2 separate regions of the Mus musculus genome follow, and region 1 is linked to region 2. A link is a contact called in public HiCAR-type data. All regions are on one chromosome and are shown on one strand. The core of a region is the stretch at or near the end of the contact, and the rest is flanking DNA. Distances in the headings are between cores, read along the strand shown.

Region 1 (5,441 bases), core at 1,839-4,338, 98 kb before region 2:
TTAAGAAAATTTTTGTTTGAAGATTTCATTTCCTTTATGTAAAGTATTGTTTGATTCTATTTATTTTTCATGCAATGTTGACTTAAGAGTTAGCTTTCCAGGAATCTGTCAATCTTGTCTATCATTTAAATCCATCAATATAGTAGGTGGTTAAAACACTCTCCCTCTCACTCTTGTTCTCATTGCTGTCTGCAAGAATTTTATATATATATAAAGTTAAATTCTGCTCTAGTTACATATTGTAGGGTTTGGGGAATAGACTCAAAGCTTTGCACACGGTTCAACAATTTTCTGCCCAGACCCTCAGATATCTTACTGCTGAGTTATTAGATGAATCTATAAGAGAGTTACAAATGTGAATGCATTTTAAATAATCCTGTTATTTTATGTTCTACAAAAAAAGTTATACTTATTTTTGCTACTACTTGTATTTTTATTTTTCCTCTTTATTTCTTTTTAACTATTTTGGCTCCTTTCCTCCAGTTTCTTCTGACAAATATATCATCTTTATTTCTCTCTCTCTCTCTCTCTCTCTATATATATATATATATATATATATATATATTTATATATATATATTTATATATATATATTTATATATAAAATTGATTTGTAAGGTTTGGCTGCCTTCCACATGGCAACCTATAAATAGCTTAGTACTATTGAAATTTAAGAGGCCCCATTCTCATTTTTTAATTCCTCACTGACCAATGAGTTACGTGGAGGTATCTGTCTTAATTACTGAGAATTTAAGTATTTGTAGCTACCCTTTACATTAGTTTTTAGTGTTGATTTGCATCTGAATTCTAATATTAAGAGAAAACATCCTAGATTATTTTAATTCTTTTAAAATATATTGAGTCTCTGTGTAGAATTCATGTATGGCAAATATTGAATAAATAGAACAGATTTTCATACGCCCATACCCAAGCTTGCTTATCCTATTTGTCTTTACAGACGCTACCTTGAGTACACTCAATTACTGGAAGACATCTATATTAAATTGATAACTATAAAATTTATGAACATTTGAAATTATTCCATTTTGGTAGTACATTAATATTCTGTTGAAGCTATCCTCTTTGCATGTTTGGTATTTTACTGAAAGACTGTGGTGACTGAAATTCACACACTACCCAAGCCTGTGCCAGGTATTATTTCACAGCATGTGTTCTCTCTCACTTGAGTTTCAACTTTTCTGTCTTATCATGTATTTACATAAAACTGTATTCAGAAATTCATTCTTATGAAAATTTTTCTGGATTTATTATTTTCCTGCCTTTAGGTAATGCAAGTAAACAACTCATTTAAAAGTTAGAAACATGATAGTTGTTGGAATACCAACTTTTATTTAAATGAAATTGCAAATCAAAATGGCATCCATACTCCATTTCGCTCTTATCATCTAGCTATCTACAAGACGACAAACAGTTGATACAGGTGAGGATGAGGACTAGATCCTTCTACAGTGCTGGTGGGAGGGAATTTGGTCCAGCCACCATGGAGACAATATTAAATTAGTGCAAAAAACATAAAACTTCTGGGCTGGGGAGATGGTTCAGCAGGTAAGAGTATGTAAGACTCTGGCCAGAGTACCTAGGTTTGGTTACCAAAATAGAATACATATCAGGTAGCTTACTACTCTATGAAAATTCAGCCATCTGCACAGCCCCTCTAGCTCCTATGTATTAACTCCATATTTATAATTCACCTCTACAAGTAGTATAATTTAAACCCAATTATTCTTTTCATCATTTTTGTGGTGCTACCTATCAAACTCAGGGCTTTGAAGTTGCTTGGGAAGCACTTGACCACAGAGCCACAACTCCTCACCCAAACGTGTGATTGCTCATTCTAAGTAGAGTGAGTTTAGCAAAACTATAGCTATGTCAATTGCCCTGAGAGCAAGCATTCCAAAAATGAACATGGACATGAGCACTGTGCAGAGCATTCTGCATTTACTAACTCATCAAGTGTAATGTGCCTTGTGAAAGAAATTCTATAGCTATCCTCATCACAAAATCCAGGAAACTGTGTCACAAGACAGAAACACCAGTCACCCATTGATTAGCATGACTAATAACAGGCAGAGTTAAAAAGCAAATTTGGAACTGATATTCCTGAGTTCAGAGATTTTATTTAAATTACAACTTGTATACAGTACTGGACGCGTTCTTACATTTTTTTAGATGGTGTTAGGGTAGATAGGGTCCTTTCGTGTAGTCCAGGCTAGCCTACTCTATGTTCTTGGCTCAAACTAGGCTTGAATTTGTGCTGCTGCTCTTCCCTCAGTCTCCTCACTGTTGGGTCTACGAGCATGCACCATTATAAGCCATCATCATTCTATCATCAAGTGAAGACAGCTTCCATTTCCTCTATCATCAATAATTAAAATTGTGCAGGAGAGATTGGAAAGATGGCTCAATGGTTAAGAGTACTTGCTTATCTTCTCAGAGGTCTTGAGTTCAGTTCCCCAGCACCCACATCAGATGGCTTACAAGTGCTTGTAAAAGTACTCTCTCTGGCCCCCATGGTCACTTACTTATTACTCTCATGTGCATATCCACATTCAGATATGCATGCTTACATACAATATAAAATTTTAGACATTTTAATGTTATTAATATGGCATGACAATTTTCCCAATGTCAGAGAATGTATTAAGTGAGACTAATTCAATTTAAAGAATTAACCACATGAGTTAGATAGATCTCAAGTAATGAACATTCTGTTCTTGTTTATTTTACTTTTAAACAGGCTTTTTCCTAAGCTTCACTTGGTTAATAAATATTCGTCAATTCAGAGTTTCAGGAACAAGTATTACTGGGGCATTAAGATGTTTTTCATACTAAGGAAGTTCAGCAATGCTCATATGAAAGCTTTAATCCCATTCAGCTTTCACGTTTCTCTGTGAATTCTAACTCAAAACTGAGACAAATCTATGAACGAAAAGGGAGTTGGTCCATACTGTTTTACTTGTCTTCTCTCTGCTTCATGTATTTTTATCCCAAGTTGGGACAAGGATAAGATGCTGGCAGCTATGTGTCAGGCACTTAAATTCTAGATTTGTAAATTGAGATTAATTATAGTCAAGCCATTGGAAGTTTTCCCATGAGAACACTATTCATCTTCGCCATGCATATTTTCTATGACTGTGGCAGAACTTCTGAAGAAAATAACTCAAATGAGGAATTTTATTTTCTACAGCTGAGTTTTAGAAGATTCTGTCCAGGGTCATTTTTCTCCATCACCAGCGGGCTGAGGGTGAGCAGAACAGCATAGTCAAGGGGATGTGGTGGATCAGGAAAAAGAGAGGGGAGAGTGAGAAAAAGAAGGCATAGACAGGGAGAAGTAAAGAATAGACAGAGGGAGAAACAAGATAAAGGAAGGAGAGAATTGAGAAGAGAGGTGGAAGAAAGGGAGACAGGGAGGGAGAGACAAAATGAGGATGACCGAGAAAGAGACAGAGAGGGACAGAGAGAACAGAGAAAAACATGGGGCTTTGGATGAGCAATACTAGCCTGCAGAAGTATGCCCTGTGACCTACTTCCTTCACTAGGCTCTACCCACTGATTGTTACCCATTGGTATAGCTAGAGTGCTCACAATCCAAACACCATTCAGTAGCCCATGATGACATGAAAACCAAGCCTCAACATATGAGCTTTTAGTCCAGTATTTTATTTTAAATCTTAACTGTCCATTTATTCCAATTCATTGATATAAGCAGTTTCCTGTTTGTTCCTTTTGCCCTTCCAGCTCATGCACCATTTTCTATGACTCTTGGTCCTGCAACATAAGTAACAAGTTAATGGGGAATTTAAATCTTGGACTTTCCTTCGCTTGACACATAGGAAATGCACTCCCATTTGAGCCAGTTTTTAGCTTAATTGTCAACTTTATATTGCTATGGCTTCTCACTCATCTGACAAAAGACAGCTCAAAACAGATTTCCATTTTCTAAATTACTGGAAGTTAAGAAAACATTTGGGCTGGAGAGATGGCTCAGCCATTGAAGGCTAGGCTCACAACCAAAAATATAAGAAAACATTTAGTTGTACATGTTCCCAGACACCCACTAATTTAATTTACTCCTTACTTTTAATTACTCCTTACATGAAGTCTCTCCCATTGAGTCACCTATTCTTTTCTGCTCATCCGAACCTGGACTTATATAATTGTCCATTCTTTGAGGCACTGCTTTGGGTCAGTCTCATTGCATGGAGGACAATTGTTCTTCCTTGTGTCACAGAATGAAAAGCCTCTGCAGCTCTGCTTACCAGCTGACAAGACTTTTCTGTCATCTTTTAGACCACTGATAACTCACATTGCCAAGGCTTGGCATGATTATTAGTTACTAAGCTTGTTGTGAATACACTTAATCTCCCAAAAGACAGTGGGGAGCTAATTCCTGCCAATGGTACAATTTAGGGCTTGTTCTGATTTAGATGTTGTTTGTTTCCCACAAGGTCATGTACTCAAGGACTGAAAGGTAGGTGGCAACACTATTTAGAGAGGTGGTAGTGATTGCATATGGTAGAGTGTAGCTACAGAAAGCAGATCCCTGGACTGCTGCCTGCATCTCTGCCTACCCTGTTCACCATGATGCACAGAAGTTGTTCTACCACACTCTTCTTGCCATTGTGACGCTCTGTCCAAGTTTACTATCCCAGTTAACACTTCCAGAGCCCTCTGCAACTCTGAACTGAGATAAACCTTTTCCTCTTTACATTCTTTTGTGTGTGTGGGGGGGGGGGTCTGTTTTTTGGCTAGAATTTTGCCTTTCAGTGAAGCCACAGAACTTCCACTCTGTATTTTTTGAGCTGCTTATTTATTGAAGTGTTAGAAGCCTTGATCAAAGTTATGCCATCTGCAGATCTATTGTTGCCAGGTTGATGGACTGCCTTATTTGTTCATCAAATATTCATCAATGGCATGAAATATTCTAGCCATTCTTGAGAGTATTGGGCTTCTGACCACAAAGAGAACGCACTGCACTAAAGAGAACTCCTGCACTAAAGAGACATAGATAAATTGCCCTTGTTCTGCTGAGTAACTTCCCACCCACGCTCAGGCAAGGAGCTCTAATTATCAGTAGGCCACACACAAAAAGAAGATGTGAATGTAGGAGGGAAACTCGTTGGAATGAGAAGCGTCAGTGGGTGAATAAGTGGGATTTTGGGGGTGAAGTACAGAGTGAAAATGACTAAAATTCATTAAATAAATTCATGAGACTGTCAAACAATTAGGAAACTCAACTAAAAACAGGCAAAAAAAAATGGTTCTCATATCCAAGTAATATTAAACAGTGGAGAGATAAAAGAAATGGGTCCATGGATAAAGTATAAGTTTGCAAAGATGAGTACCTGAATTTGGATTCCAATCTACTCCTGCTTTCCCTCTCAATAAAACCTGGACATGACAGTGAATATCTAGGATGCC
Region 2 (5,815 bases), core at 889-3,388:
ATTTGGTCAGCCAAAAGATACTTGGATGGAAAGTTTAGAAAATCTATCCAATCTACACTGTGATAACACAGGACTATCTGACCCCTGAAACATGAAATGGAGCAAGTTGGTTTGCCTTTGAAAAACACGTTTCCTTCCTTAAAGAATTATAATTTGTTTATAAAATTCCCACTTTTAGCATTCCAGTGGGTTATCCAACAAAGAACACACAGTGTCATATATAAAAAATACTATAAAAACCCAAGCATGCTCTCTGTTACAAACTGGTCACCATTTATCCTTACAGAAATAATATTCTACATCAAAACTCTTGCTTGTAGGTCTATAGCCGTAATCCTAGCAGATACTTCTGAACTCTCCAAATTCAATTCATAAAATTCAAACCATGCAAAATTACATAGGACAGAAAATGAATGCATGCTACTTTCTTCCAAGCCAACACAAATGGCTAAATTCAGAATCTTCTCCTCTAAAACGAAAAGTAAACAAACAAACAAACAAACAATAAACAGTCTACAAAAACCAAATCAACTTTTATGGGCTAGGTTGGTTAATATGTGAGACCTCAGATTCTGATGTAATCTTATAAAGTACTTGTATGTACCATAAAACATAGTCTAACAATTCCCAAATGCACAGCTTGAGTGTATTAGGAGTAATTAAAATCCTATGAAGAGTATTTTATAGAACCCTGGCACAGTGCAGGTATGGTTATCCAGTATCTTGTGTATTGCACCCAGATATATCACATTTTGCTTTTATAGCCATTTTTGGAACTAAAATTGCAAACATTACACCATCACTGAGAGACGAGTGAGCTCACAGTTTGCTGAGGTAATTTGCCTTTTCATTATCCCTCTTTTATGTCAATGTGAAATATAATTGCATTAACCTCATCTAGATAGAGATGACTTGACACGTAAACTATTGAAGGTTTCAGGACCCAGTTTCAGACAGTGTAAATTTCATTTTTAAGAGAGAGAAAAATAATAACCCTGATTGGTTTAATTATCTCAGTGCTTAAATTTAGCACGAATAATTTTATATCAAGAAAACCAACTCCCACGCTGTCAGGATATAACCTTGACTGTCTTCTAAACCTCTCAGAATCCAAAATAAAAGTTTTGAATGCCCAGTGGAGTCATTCAGCAAGAATTTTGAGATCCAGTGTGATCCTTGGTAATATGTGTTCTTAGGAGCTATACCTATTCAGACAAGAACATTCCAAAAGACTTTTATTTCTGTAAGTCGATAACTTCATTTAATTATATTTCTAGAAATTATACACTACCACAGGCAAAGAAGCAGTCGTTCTCTGTAACAAGTTTCTTCTTCGGCAAAGGCTTACTTAGTCTTCGGAACCCTCCCAGCTCTGTCTCCGTTAAAGGAGTAATTCAGTAAGAGAAAGCCTAGCCATTGTCTGATTACATTACACGAATATTTCTCCTCCTCTTTAACTCTTTGAAATCCCCTGTCCTCGGGAAATATTCCTACCATGTCTAATGGAAGCATTTTCACTTTCTTTACCTCTGTGCCTGCTCGGATGGTCAAACAGCAAGCGTACCCCACACTGCTGGACAGTTACTGCTCAGCCACACCCCCACCACCCCGAAAGAAGTTGACTTCATAATTTCCACACTAAAATTGTTCATCAGCCCCAGGAGAGAACGAGCTAGGCAGGAGCTAGAAAAATCGGGGATGGAGAAGATGGGTGGAAAGCAAAGGTAACTAATACCCACAAGGAGGACTTTGCCTCTCCTCTTCCCTGGGGGCGGGGTGGGGCTGGGGAGGTGGTCAAGGGGGGAAAAAACCCGAAGCGGAAGAGAAACCATGCAACTCGAATACAGTTTCTGTACCTAATGTCTCTTATTTCAGGTCCTGTTTCTTCAATTGTCAATGACAACCGCAGTCTCGGCTGGAGGAGAGGTGAGGCTCACACCCAGCAGTCCTGGACCATTTCCTTAGCAACGGGAGGAGAAAGACAGCTTAGACACTCGCGAGCCCCAGCGTTCTCTTGGAACGTGCCCTGGCTTCCTAACGTGGCAGCAGTTCGGCATCTTCCCGTGGCTCCGTCAGCAGCCAAAAGGAGAAAGGTCCATCGGAAAAATGGCATATTACAAATTTTGCTTTGGGAAGCAGGGCTCGGTTCAGACCATTGTCAAAGGGAAGAGAGGGGGAGGCGGTTCTTAAAGCAGCCGCGGTCCCTTTGCCGCCCAAGCAGCGGCAGCCGCCGCCGCCGCCGCCACTTTCGCGTGCAGCAGGAGCCCCGGGGCGGAGAGATGGTAATCCGGGACTGGATCTGACTTTCAGAAACTTAACGTAGCATAACTTCTCCCCTTGGCATCCCGGGCCACCCAGAGAGGGTGAAGACGTGTCCCTCCAAACAGGAACTTTGGGGTGAAGTGTGGGAAGTACCTATATGGAAGGGACATTCTCCACCCAATACCCCACCCGGAGCCCCTGTGAAGTTTATGGTAAATGTTGGGAGTTTGATGGTTAAAAGGAAGTGAGTCCCCTGGGGATGCTAGAAGCAGGACAGGTCTTCTCTGGGTGCCCAGCCTACTTCTATTCTAGGGTGTATCCTTTCACTTAAAGGAGGTGCTTCTTTTCTGGGAAGGTAAGCAGAAACACACACACACACACACACACACACACACACACACACACACACACACATGCACACCACCCACCTCCGAAGACACCCCCGCCCCATCATCGCGCGCTGCCTCCGCCCGCTGCAACAATTTTTTTTTCCTTCCAGTCCCTCTGCAATTCATCTGCTTGCATCAGTTGGCCGACAGAACCAACCTGCTGGGAACTGAGTGAGGATGCTACAGCATCTTCTCACTTGCCTAGTGCAAGCCTAGGATACTCCTCCTTCTGTGTCTCCTCCCCTCCTCCTCCTTGGCAATCTCCACCTCCTCTTCCTCTGGAACAAGGGCTTCCCCTGGAAGCTGCCGCAGTGGTTTCCACCGGCGGCCCTTAAATAAATTCTGAAGTCATCACGTCTTTTCTCTCCTCCTCACGCACACGCGCTCGTGGATACATTCCACTCTTCTCCCCAAAAGCTTCTCCGGGGCTGCTGAGGATCACTCTGGTCTCAATGCTCCTGATGAGGGCGAGGACCACGGGTGATCTAAAGTATAAATGGGTTCTCTTTGCCCTGCCTGCGCTTTTCCCACACAATCATCTTTACAGGAAAGCTTGTGTTGGCATGTGCTTTTGAGAACTGGGAACCTTCCTGCTCTGTGGCCTTCTGTGTTTGCTGTGGCTCTCTGCCGCTTTCTTCTCTTGAATCAGAGGCAAGGTAGTCAAGCTCACCGGAACCTGAATCAGTCTAGGGTGTGGCTGGGTCTGTCACTTTGCCTTACCTCTTCAGGTCGCCTCCATTCATTGCCTTAGCGCTGAGGATCTCATGTTAAGTGTTCCCTGTCTGCATGACTGAATTTCAGCTTTCAATAGTCTGGCAGCCCCAAGAACATGTTCTAGTCCCCAGAAACTTTCCCCTCCCCCATTTCTCCTCCTCCCTCAAGCATCTCTGTCTCTCTCTGTGACTCTCTCCCTCCCTCTGTCTCTTTCCTCCCTCTTTTCCCTCTCCCCGACCGTGTGTGTGTGTGTGTGTGTGTGTGTGTGTGTGTGTGTGTCCATTCATATAGATCAAGAATAAGGAGACACCAGTAGATAAAAACCAATACATTAAGGAAATGTTTGAGAGAGGAAGATACTGATGCACTAAAGGAACACAAAGAGAATTAAGCATCAAGTAGACATTGAATAGAAGTTACAGCAAGGGTCCAGAGTAAGCAGTATTAGAAGCCCCAAAGAGCAGAATCCAGATTTCACTGAGAAATGATGTGCACATCCTGACTCACTGAAGTATGATCACTAGATGAAGTTCTTTTGGGGGAAGAACTTAACTAGTTGATGACTCTACAGTAAAGTTTAAGATGAGCCATATGATTTATATCCCTTTCTCTCCTGGACTGTTATTCAAGTTTCGCATCACAATGTAAGAATTGAGTGTAAAAATATTAAACATTAGTAGATGAATAGTATTATTGTTATATGCTACATAAAGTACTATTTCTCAAACATGCTCACTTGAGTGTCCTAGTTCTTTGTAGATGCTGGGACTCTAAGCCTCGGGTGGATCCTGAGAGGCCACACTCTTAACAATGTCTATACAATACACTGCATTGGTGTGAACAAAATCTCCCCCCTCAAAGAAGCTGTGTCTGTTGAGACTAATGGACTGATTGGAATGTTCCAGGTCCAGAGGCTAATTATTTTGTCTCACGCTAACATTGGCCGCTAGGAACAGTCATTCCCTATCAAAATGGAGAAAGGTTCGTATAAGAAGTTTGCAAAAGCACTAGATTATCCCATTAGCAAGAACACAAGAAACACCATTGTGAATGTTCCTATAGCTTATTGTCCATCCAATTCAGCATACAATATATATATATATATCCAAGGCAGCTTCTTATAATGAACCTTGCTTGGTCTCAACCCCCATAGCCATGCATCCTTCAGGTCAAAGGTGCTGTCTGTCTCAACCTTATAATTCCTGAGAAGTTCCAAAATGATACTAGTCCAGCTATCTCAGCATCCCACATTGATAACCACTGCCTAAATATTCACAGAAATGTAAAAAAATAAAGGAGCTACTAAATATCCATTCATGAAGTGAAAAGTCTTTTTGTACTTTTTATTATATATGAACAGTTTTAATGTTAAGGCCATCACTGGCTTCCACTGATTTTAATAGATGGTAAATTAAACAGTATGGTGAACTAAAACTATCTCCATATAATTGTCTACATTTAGTAGTATTAGTGCATAAGATGAAAATATGAATTTAGTTCGTAGATACATATAGGATCATGGTCATAGATATATAATGCTTCTTTTGTACATTTTATTACAAATATTACTTTCTATATTTATTGTTTAAAAGGAGTATAGCACAAAACTACTTTTATGTATACTATAGTGGGTGATTTTTCAATTATACATGTCCTGAGTATCAAATGAAATAATAGTATTAGCCAGAATCTCTAAAGAACAGACCCAATATAATGAAAATACATAAATGGATTATAGATTGTGGTCTGGCTGGTTTTACAATGCCTGTCTCTCAATGGAAAGGCTAAGAATCCTGTATTCTTTGAGTGCACCAGGCTGTATGCGATGCCAAAGATATAAGTTCTGGTACCAGGAAAGGAATTTCTCAACCACAGGATAGATGAAACTGTCCATGAAAGAGAGAGCAAGCAGGGAAAGTATCAACAGCTTTGTGTTTCCTGGTCCTTTTATGTGGGCTGCTATCAGAAGGTATGACCCTGGTTTAATGTGTCTCCTCGAATGACCCAATCAAGAATATCCCACAGAGGTATATTCAGCAGCTTGGGTTATAGTTAATTCCAAATATGGTAAAGTTGAATATCAAGATGTCAACTTGTGAACTTGACAAACAAAATTCCACCTCTTTATGTCATACATAATTTCCAAATGAAAAAAATAGCCAGCATAATTCTACCTAGCATGACACATCTGTCCCACTTAGAAACCTCAAATGAGTTATATATTTTATCACAGGTGGCAATGGGCAATGTCCGCGGTGGAATGATTGGCCTTTTAGTACATTATATCTGCTGTGTGTGTGTGTGTGTGTGTGTGTGTGTGTGTGTGTGTGTGTATGTGTGTGTGTGTGTTTATGTATATATATATATATATATATATATATATATATGTATGTATATATATATATGCAATGTATATAGTATTTCAAACTGTGATGGAAGCACATTATTGC

What was found. HiCAR-type assays count read pairs that join an accessible place to other places.
Region 1: a HiCAR-type map of PVALB interneurons shows a contact between it and region 2, with 2.4 times the contacts expected there. The contact joins the enhancer-like site here to the promoter of Ppfia2 in region 2. A contact is called at or near these places in 5 of 39 promoter capture datasets (the 3T3-L1 cell line, 3T3-L1-derived adipocytes, stem cell-derived epiblast-like cells and 1 more), 3 of 484 Hi-C or Micro-C datasets (the AtT-20 cell line, cortical neurons and cumulus cells), 1 of 115 datasets of contacts at active chromatin or transcription factors (PVALB interneurons) and 1 of 9 other capture datasets (embryonic stem cells).

The regions. Positions count from the first base shown.
Region 1 is chr10:106,565,883-106,571,323 of GRCm38.p6, reverse strand. The region is part of intron 3 of Ppfia2 (protein tyrosine phosphatase, receptor type, f polypeptide (PTPRF), interacting protein (liprin), alpha 2); the gene reads right to left. It overlaps 4930532I03Rik (RIKEN cDNA 4930532I03 gene), which reads left to right. Exons shown (of 7, transcript NR_131026.1): 5 at 958-1,151; 6 at 1,286-1,440. Among named protein-coding and RNA genes, the nearest start is that of 4930532I03Rik, 34 kb to the left of the region's middle. Within about 2 kb of position 3,088, at least 1 of the 459 cell types and tissues checked has an H3K27ac peak or open chromatin away from gene starts, as enhancers often do. A contact at or near this core is called in PVALB interneurons, where this site is marked.
Region 2 is chr10:106,466,633-106,472,447 of GRCm38.p6, reverse strand. It overlaps Ppfia2 (protein tyrosine phosphatase, receptor type, f polypeptide (PTPRF), interacting protein (liprin), alpha 2), which reads right to left and starts at 2,138. Exons shown (of 32, transcript NM_001205341.1): 1 at 1,857-2,138.